3 separate regions of the Gossypium hirsutum genome follow, and all the other regions are linked to region 3. A link is a contact called in public Hi-C data. All regions are on one chromosome and are shown on one strand. The core of a region is the stretch at or near the end of the contact, and the rest is flanking DNA. Distances in the headings are between cores, read along the strand shown.

What was found. A called contact is a pair of places that touch in the nucleus more often than the background predicts.
Region 1: a Hi-C map of leaf shows a contact between it and region 3, with 4 times the contacts expected there. The contact joins the promoter of LOC107894150 here to the enhancer-like site in region 3. A contact is called at or near these places in 2 of 34 Hi-C or Micro-C datasets (both in leaf).
Region 2: a Hi-C map of leaf shows a contact between it and region 3, with 2.3 times the contacts expected there. The contact joins two enhancer-like sites. A contact is called at or near these places in 13 of 34 Hi-C or Micro-C datasets (anther, callus, hypocotyl and 3 more).

What each region holds. Positions count from the first base shown.
Region 1 is chrA13:11,864,707-11,867,406 of Gossypium_hirsutum_v2.1, reverse strand. LOC107894150 (lanC-like protein GCL2) reads right to left here and starts at 1,291. Exons shown (of 6, transcript XM_016819372.2): 1 at 1-1,291.
Region 2 is chrA13:11,834,495-11,837,194 of Gossypium_hirsutum_v2.1, reverse strand. It overlaps the pseudogene LOC107894148. Among protein-coding and RNA genes, the nearest start is that of LOC107894149, 8.4 kb to the left of the region's middle. Within about 2 kb of position 1,269, at least 9 of the 9 cell types and tissues checked have an H3K27ac peak or open chromatin away from gene starts, as enhancers often do. A contact at or near this core is called in hypocotyl and leaf, where this site is marked.
Region 3 is chrA13:11,688,393-11,691,092 of Gossypium_hirsutum_v2.1, reverse strand. It overlaps the pseudogene LOC107894167. Among protein-coding and RNA genes, the nearest start is that of LOC121212989, 6.5 kb to the left of the region's middle. Within about 2 kb of position 1,267, at least 7 of the 9 cell types and tissues checked have an H3K27ac peak or open chromatin away from gene starts, as enhancers often do. A contact at or near this core is called in hypocotyl and leaf, where this site is marked.

The DNA.
Region 1 (2,700 bases), core at 42-2,541, 180 kb before region 3:
ATACATTGACTTTTTTTACATATAAAAAAATTAAAAATTTCAAAAATAAAATACTAATTGGATTAATTATAAAACTGGTATATATAGATTAGACTCGATTAGCTTCAAAGTTAAAACTCTTGTATGGTATTAATATCATTGTAATTTATTTTAATAAAATTTTTATATTTTTTAGAGACAAAATCTTTTGATAAAAAAATATGGAAGAACCTTCGAAGCACGAAAGGGACGATGAAGGCGTATCAGCGACTACAGCAACAAAGAAGGTTCGACTACGGGATTCTGAGGAGAGTCGAGATGCCGACATGGAAACAATAAAAGAAACAAGGAAATCTCTCTCTTGGAAAGATCATCTGATGGGCTTAGGATTCTACCAGATTGAGATACCAACCAATGCTACAGAAGCAGAAGAAGATAAAGATTTTGAGTTATCAATAGATGATGTGGAACGCTCGATACTCAATGGAGTCCCTTCAATCAATTTTTCTGATCGTATTACCCAAATCCTCGTTAATCACATGCAACTCACGGTAGTTATAAAACTGTTGAGGAGGAATATAGGTTATAATGCATTACAAAACAAGGTAACTGCACTATGGAAACCCTCTTAGCCTTTCAATCTTATGGATGTGGAGAACGGCTACTTTCTGGCGTAATTCAAGAATCTGGATGATTATGAGAGAGTTTTGTGTCAAGGGCTGTGGGTAGTCTTTGGGTAGTACTTAACTGTCCAACCATGGACTATTGACTTTAACCCGTTTCATCCATATCCTAGAACAGTTATGGCATGGATCCGACTCTCTGGTCTTCCTAGGCACATGTATAAACGGCAAGTCTTACGGGAAATTGGGGCCACGATCGGGAAAGTCTCAAAATTAGATTTTAATACTGACAATGGTGTAAGAGGGAGATTCGCAAGAATGGTTGTGTTCGTTAACTTGGACAAGCCCTTGATTTCGCAGGTTCTTGTCAATGGAGCAACTCAACGAATTGAGTATAAGCACCTTCCAACGGTCTGCTTCCAATGCGGGCATTATGGGCACACAAAGGAAATTTGCCCTAAAAGTGAGATGGGGATGGAAGGAATTTGTGAAGGGGACATACCTGACAAAACAAACCAGGGAATTGACAAAGGGGATAACAAAAGAGGAAACACTACCCAAGGGACGTATGGACCCTGGATGTTGGTTGAAAAGAAGTCAAGACGAACCGGAAGAACAAGACAGAAAGGAGTCGAAAACGCTGCAGTCGACGGAGAAAGAACATCAAGATTTCAGGTCTTGGAAAACCTAGCTGTGATGGGTCCCCTAAAGCCCGTGAAGAGGGAGGCACAATGTACGTCGAACGGGATCAGTCAGGCCTGCTCAAACTGGGCCCAGGGAGAGAGGATGGCCCAATGCATATAGACCAAAATGCACAGCATATCGATGGGCTAAATTGAGGGAAATTAATCGGGGAACCATCTTAGACCAACACTACGTTGGGTTAAACGATCAACAAAACCGACCTACAACAACGAATTCTGCCTGATAGTAATCAAAAATCCTTAATCAAAGATCCATAGAGACCAGGCTACCAACAACCATTGGAAGAAAGAGCAGGAATAGTCGGCATACCACAAAATAAAGCTGGCAGTGCACATACTCCAATTTTACTTTCACCAAGAACGGGTGCAGAGGCTCATGAGACTCAGCCAAGCATCACCGAACCAAGTCTACTGGAAGGGATAACTAAGACATCAAATAGAGAAACTATTGAAGAACACCCCGCTCCTCCAGATTTTCAAACGACAAAAGAAATTATGAAGGTCCTAACAGCAGGTATTCTTGATGCCTCTAAACATTCTGTCGTTTTTTTAAAGAGGACAATCAACCTATAAATAAGGGACTTTCTCAGAAGAACAGAGGCAAATCAGGAGCTTCCTAAATTGCAATACCAGCAGCACGTGGTATTACGAAAATAGGGAATGCTCGGAAAGGGAAAAATCTCAAAGTCAACAAAGATAAAGGTAATCCTTTTAAGGCTTATCCTTTAAAAAATCTATTATCTGAATCTATAAGTAGCATGGTTGAATTACTACAAAACCAAGTCCAACAAGGGCTAGTAAATGAAGCCCCTGTAGGGATAGGAAAGAAAGCAGGAGACAACATAGAAACAAAACAGTAATTAAATAAGCTTTGATACAACACTCATTTTTTTTTTACTAATGAGTACTAGAATCTTAATTTTTTCGTGGAATTGCCAAGGGTGCGCAAATGAAAAATTTATTCGTACGTTTAGATAATATAATAGGGAACACAAGCTGGACATTGTTAGTCTACTAGAACCACGAGTTAGTGGTCGCAAAGCTGATGAAGTAATTGCAAAAATAGGATTTCAGTATTCACACCGTATTGAAGCTAGAGGATTCTCAGGGGGAATATGGCTTGGCTGGAATTCCTCTGTTAACCTAGAAATTCTCTGAAATCACCCCCACTTCATTCTTGCACGAGCCTTGTACAGAGTTCCCATCCAAAAAATTCTTATTGCCTTCATTTACAGAAGTTCAAATAAAATAAAGAGGACGCTTCTGTGGGAATCTTTAGAGGAGACTATCCCTTCAATCATTATTCCCTGGTTCGTAGTCGGCGATTTTAACTCTATCTTGTCGAAATATGAGAAGAAATGAGGGTTATCTGATGGGAAACGTTGTTCTCAATT
Region 2 (2,700 bases), core at 20-2,519, 150 kb before region 3:
CTTTGACTTTTTTTTTATTTGGGGTGATTGTGATATAATTTTGAATTTCACACCTTTATTTTATGGAAATTAGAAGTTAGTCCATTTAGTTTAATTTATTATAATTTGATGGCTTTTTTATCCTAATATTCCAAAAAATAATTAAATACTAAAATGGGTCACCTACAATTTAATTATCGAAATGGGTCATTTGCTACAATATTTTTTAACGCCGTCTGACTGGTTGGCGACACCACGAGGTTTTTTTTAAAAAAAATAGTTTTTTATTATTGCCACCAAACACATTGGCAACACTGAAATAAAATATAGTTAGTGATTATATTTATTATGTTACAAAATAGCTATTTTAACTTAGGTGGTAGAGTGTGTGATTTTTAATTATATGGTCATGCCACCAAGTTAAAAACCACGCACCTTACCAGTTGAAATAAAATAATTATTTTATAATATGATAAATATAATAACTAACTATATTGTAGTTTGATGTTGTTAATATGTTAAGCGGCACTAATAAAAAAATATTTTTTTTAAAACCCATGTGGTGCCATCAACTAGTTAGGTGGCACCGAAAAATATTATAGCAAATGACCCATTTTGATAATTAATTTGTAGGGTGACTCATTTTGATATTTAATTATTATTATTTTTTAGATTATTGAGGTAAAAAACCTTAATTTGATCTTTGTATGTTTTCAAAATTTAAAAGTTATTTAATATTGTTAAACTCGATCATCAAATTACTTATTTCAAGATTAAATGTTTATCAAATTCATGTGAAAAAAATTAATAAAATCATCAATTCAACAATTTATACGTGGAAAATTAATAAATTGTTGAATTGATGATTTTATTAATTTTTTCACATGAATTTGATAAACAATTAATATTGAAATAAGTAATTTGATGATCGAGTTTAACAATATTAAATAATTTGACTAAATTTTTAACTTCGAAAACATATAATGATCAAATTATGATAAATTAAAATAAATGGACTAACTTCAAATTTCTATAAAATAGAGGTATGAAATTCAAAATTATACAACAATCACTCCAAAGTAAAAAAGGAGAGAGTAAAAGTGAACATGAAAAAGGGGTGCAACATGACATTTTAGCCACCCATTTTTAGATTAAAATATTACTTTTTAAATTTATTATTAATTTATTAAAATATATTAATTTTATAGGTGATGCGGATGACATGTAGAAGGCATACCATTGGATATATTATCTAAATAGAAAACCTTACATTACGTAAATAACTGATGGACCTCTGGTCAGGGGTTAAAAAAAGGGTGTGATGTCAAGCATCCGAAAATTAAATTCCCTCTCCCGTGGTTCCTGGCATCATTCCATTTCAATAATCTTACAACCAGAATCGCTTGCTCTACATCGCAAGCCATAAATCTTACACGTATTCATCCTACCCTTCGACGGATCTTGCTTTCCGTTCACTCGAATCTTGCTTCATCGCAAGCACAATTGAATTTCTGTTTTCTCAAACAATAATCCTCTCAAAACTCTGTTATCTCCCTCTGATTTTCTCTCGCTTTCTTTCGTAATCTTTATTCTTTTTAATTCAATCTTTCTCTTCTTTAATTGTTTTTTCCTTAGCTTTGCTGCTCTGAAAAAAAATGGATATGACATGGAGGATTCTCGCTCTAGCAGCTCACATTCTATTCACTCCGTGGCTTTCCATGTTTACTTTGCCGCTGTTCGAACCCGCCGGTTTGCTAAGAATTTGATACAGAGTTCTCCACGAATATATTTAGTTGGAGGCTGTTAAATTTTCTTTTTCTTTTTTATTTTTAGTGTTACTTTTTGTTTTTGGGAAATTTGTTGATTTGACATTTTAACTATTTCTTTGCTTGGAACATAGAAGTTCGAAGGACTGATTTACAGATATTAGGGTCTGCCATGAAATTCTATGAGAATTTACAAGTTTGTTTGCTGAAGGAATCGGCGGATCGAATTTTTAAGGTTCTCTGAAGTACCCCCTTCTTTTGTTAAGTTTTCATGTGGAATTGCTGAATGCTTCAGCCTTTTCAAGTGTAGAAGAAGTTGAAGAAGCTTACAAATTTGAAATTTATGGCTTTCAATGATTCTTAACCTTCAAGTCAGGTTGTTATGCAATTGGATTCTATTAGAGCTTTTACATGCCCATAAAAAGAAATTAAAAAGAAAGCCTTGAATTTGAATTTAGTTTTGGTGGAATTGTCGATTTACTGTGGTTTGAGTTTTATCATATTGTAATTCAAATGGAAGAAAGGAGGGACTTAGGATTTCCACGGACAATTGCTTGTAGTTTAAAGGAACAGTTAGCAAGAACCACTCTTAATAATGTACGGTCACAAGGGCATACGTATATAGAGCTTCGTGAGGAACGGAAGCGGTTCATTTTCTTCTGCACTCTGTGCCTTGCACCATGTTATAGTGATTCGGTGTTGATCATCTGAAGGGGAACCTTCACACAAAGAGATTAGCTGCTGCTAAGGTTACATTACTAGGAACTAATCCACGGCCTTTCAATGATGGTGTTTTGTTCTTTGGTAAGTCTAACGAAAAAGAGAAACAATTGGCTCTTGTAAATTTTAATGAAAATAGGTTGTTAGAATTTGAAAGCAATGACAACAACCTTGTTATTGTGGAATATGTTGGCAGTGAAGTTAGTTCCTATGAAAAGAATGTACATGGTAGAGC
Region 3 (2,700 bases), core at 18-2,517:
CACTCTACCAAGGATGAGGCGCTCATGTCGCCTCTTGGTGGGTGACCTGGCTCTGTGAACCAGTCCCTTGGGGTAGCCGTTCATGGCACATTGGCTCTCGACAAAGCACAGGAGACAAGAGCCTCTTCAGGAGACAAAACTCTCCTTGAGAGACAATAACTTCAGTTGTTGGGGGACCGGGTCGGCTACCTACTGGACAATACTTTGAAGACTTCTCCGAAGGAACGGACCCTCAACACTGCTATATACTTACATAGGTAGAAACAAGACCCAGGGATGACCATGTTTACAACAAGGAGACTTTTTTCTGAAAATTATACAGATACTCCGCCATATATACTCCCATCTATTTTCTTTCCACCATATGCTTGCAAGTTATTTACTAAGCTAAGAAGCAACCTAATCCCATGTCGACTTGCTTCCCCTATGACATAATCCAAGGCCTGCCATAATTGCCAAAATGTAAAGTTGCTGATCATCATGGATTGAAAGAAAAAAGCGTAGATGATTAAAAATACCTGGAAAACTCTCTCATCAAACTGGCCAGGGGAAATCTGGAGAGCATCATACCCTCCATCATTTAAGGCCCAAGTTCTACAAACAGTGAGACCCATCTTTGCACCAGCTTGCAGCATTGCACTCACCCTACGCCTGCTATTTTCATCCATTGAATGAGCCATTAACCAGTATGAATTCCATCCATTTACATATAACGGTTTACCATCCAAAATGAAGCGACTCCCATTCCTTTCCACAAAACTTAAACTTAGTCCCTTAGGGAGACTACTAAGCTTCAAGTCGCCAAAAGACATGTAAATAAAAGCCACACATGAAGCAAATCCAAGAATTGGGTACAATACCCCATTTCCACCCATCGTCTTTCTATATAATGTAAGCAACCTGAATGCAGAAATTGCTTATTTAGGTACCCTTTTGGCTCTAACTCTAATTAAAACAAAGTTCAAAAGTTGAGAGAGTACGGTACCTTAGAATCAAATGAGAGTGCAGATCCCTCTTCATAACAAGTTGAGTGAAAGAAAGACAGATGGATTTGAAAGTTGCAAGTCTTTCAGTATAGGAAGTGATAATTTTATAGCAGAAAACGATGCAAGGAATTACAAGCAAGGCTGAGAAGAGAAAAAAAAACTGAACAAGAATAAGGCAAAGAAAGAAGATCAATGAGAGAGAGAGGAGGTGGAGGAAGAGTGTGGGTATTAGGTTCCTTGGTAGGTGGTTAAAATCAGATGAGATGGAGACGTATGCAACTGTACTGTCCACCTGATTTCCACACCTAAACTACTTAACTGAAGCAAGTCTCTCCATGGGCCCTGTCTCTTGACCTTCTTGTCTGCCTCCATACCAAATTAGCTACCTGTAAACAAAACAAAATAATAATATCATCATTATGATATAATGTGATCTGATACAGACAGTCCAAGGCAGTCTCGGCTTTCGGGAAACTTATTGTAAAGGGTTTACCAAATGAAGAGCGGTTGTGATTGCCCAATGACTAAATAAATCAAATTTAGTAGGTTAACATAGTGACAGAAATAATAAATAATTTCACACTCCATCATGTCATGTGCGGTGCCGATGCAATGAGAACTTGGATTCTCTAGTCTCCACTACACTGTGGTCTCTTGGCCTTTTCTTTTTTCTTTTCTTTTTGAATTTATTTGTTTGCTTCCATTGGGCACGCCCATTTTAATATGATAGAAAATTCTTACTAAGAACGCATCCACGTGCATTACTTTAATAACTTTTTATTATTTTTATGAATATAAATATGGTTATATATCTACTTTTAAGCTTTCTAGTTAGAATAGGCAATCACCATAAAGAAACTGGTTATACATAACCCCCTCATTTCTTCTTAACATAGCTCGAACATAAATTTCGGAGGATTTACACAATCTATATGTATTAGAAGAACTTATGATAATATTTATCATTTCTTCACATTCAATAGATTCTGACTGATTTCATCCAAGTCACGAACAATGTCCTAAGTTAACACACGTTGCTTTATTATCATTGTACCCAAAGGAAAAGAACTCAAGTGGCTGGAAACCATGCCTAGTCTCCATTCTTCAATAAATAACTTTATATCTAATCCTAACTCTGTTAGGGCTTCACCCCATTCACTCTTCCAAATCCTAAGTTTAATTCGCACCCTCGCGATGTGAAGCGCCAACATAGGCCACCCAAATATTTGTACTCTAACAATTAATGTTGTACATGGGAACAAGTAAAAAGTCATATCTTTACCCTTTAAAAGAGTATAGTCACGTGGAGTGAAACGGTTGAATCGCTCTTTATTATTCAAATTGAAGTATACTTGAGGAGCAAGGCTTAGATAACATGATAGAGGCTTGTCATCGGTCTTACTTGTTGGGGGGATTTTTTTACTAAAATAAGACAAAAAAATTAAAAATATATATTAAAATAATACAACAAAAAAATTATGTACCAAAATGGTACATTTAGGGTGGTGCCGCCTATGGCAGTGGTGTGACCACCTTACCTTTGACATCATTCTGTCATTTTCTGCTAAAAAAATTTTATGTCTAAAAAAAACACAAAAATTTAAAAAAAAAAAGGAATGGAGGGGGTGCCAGAAGCGGCACCGGTTGTGCCTCTGGCAGAGGCGGCACTTAACCAATATAAGAGCTGAAGCAGCAACTCCAGAAGCATGAAGTA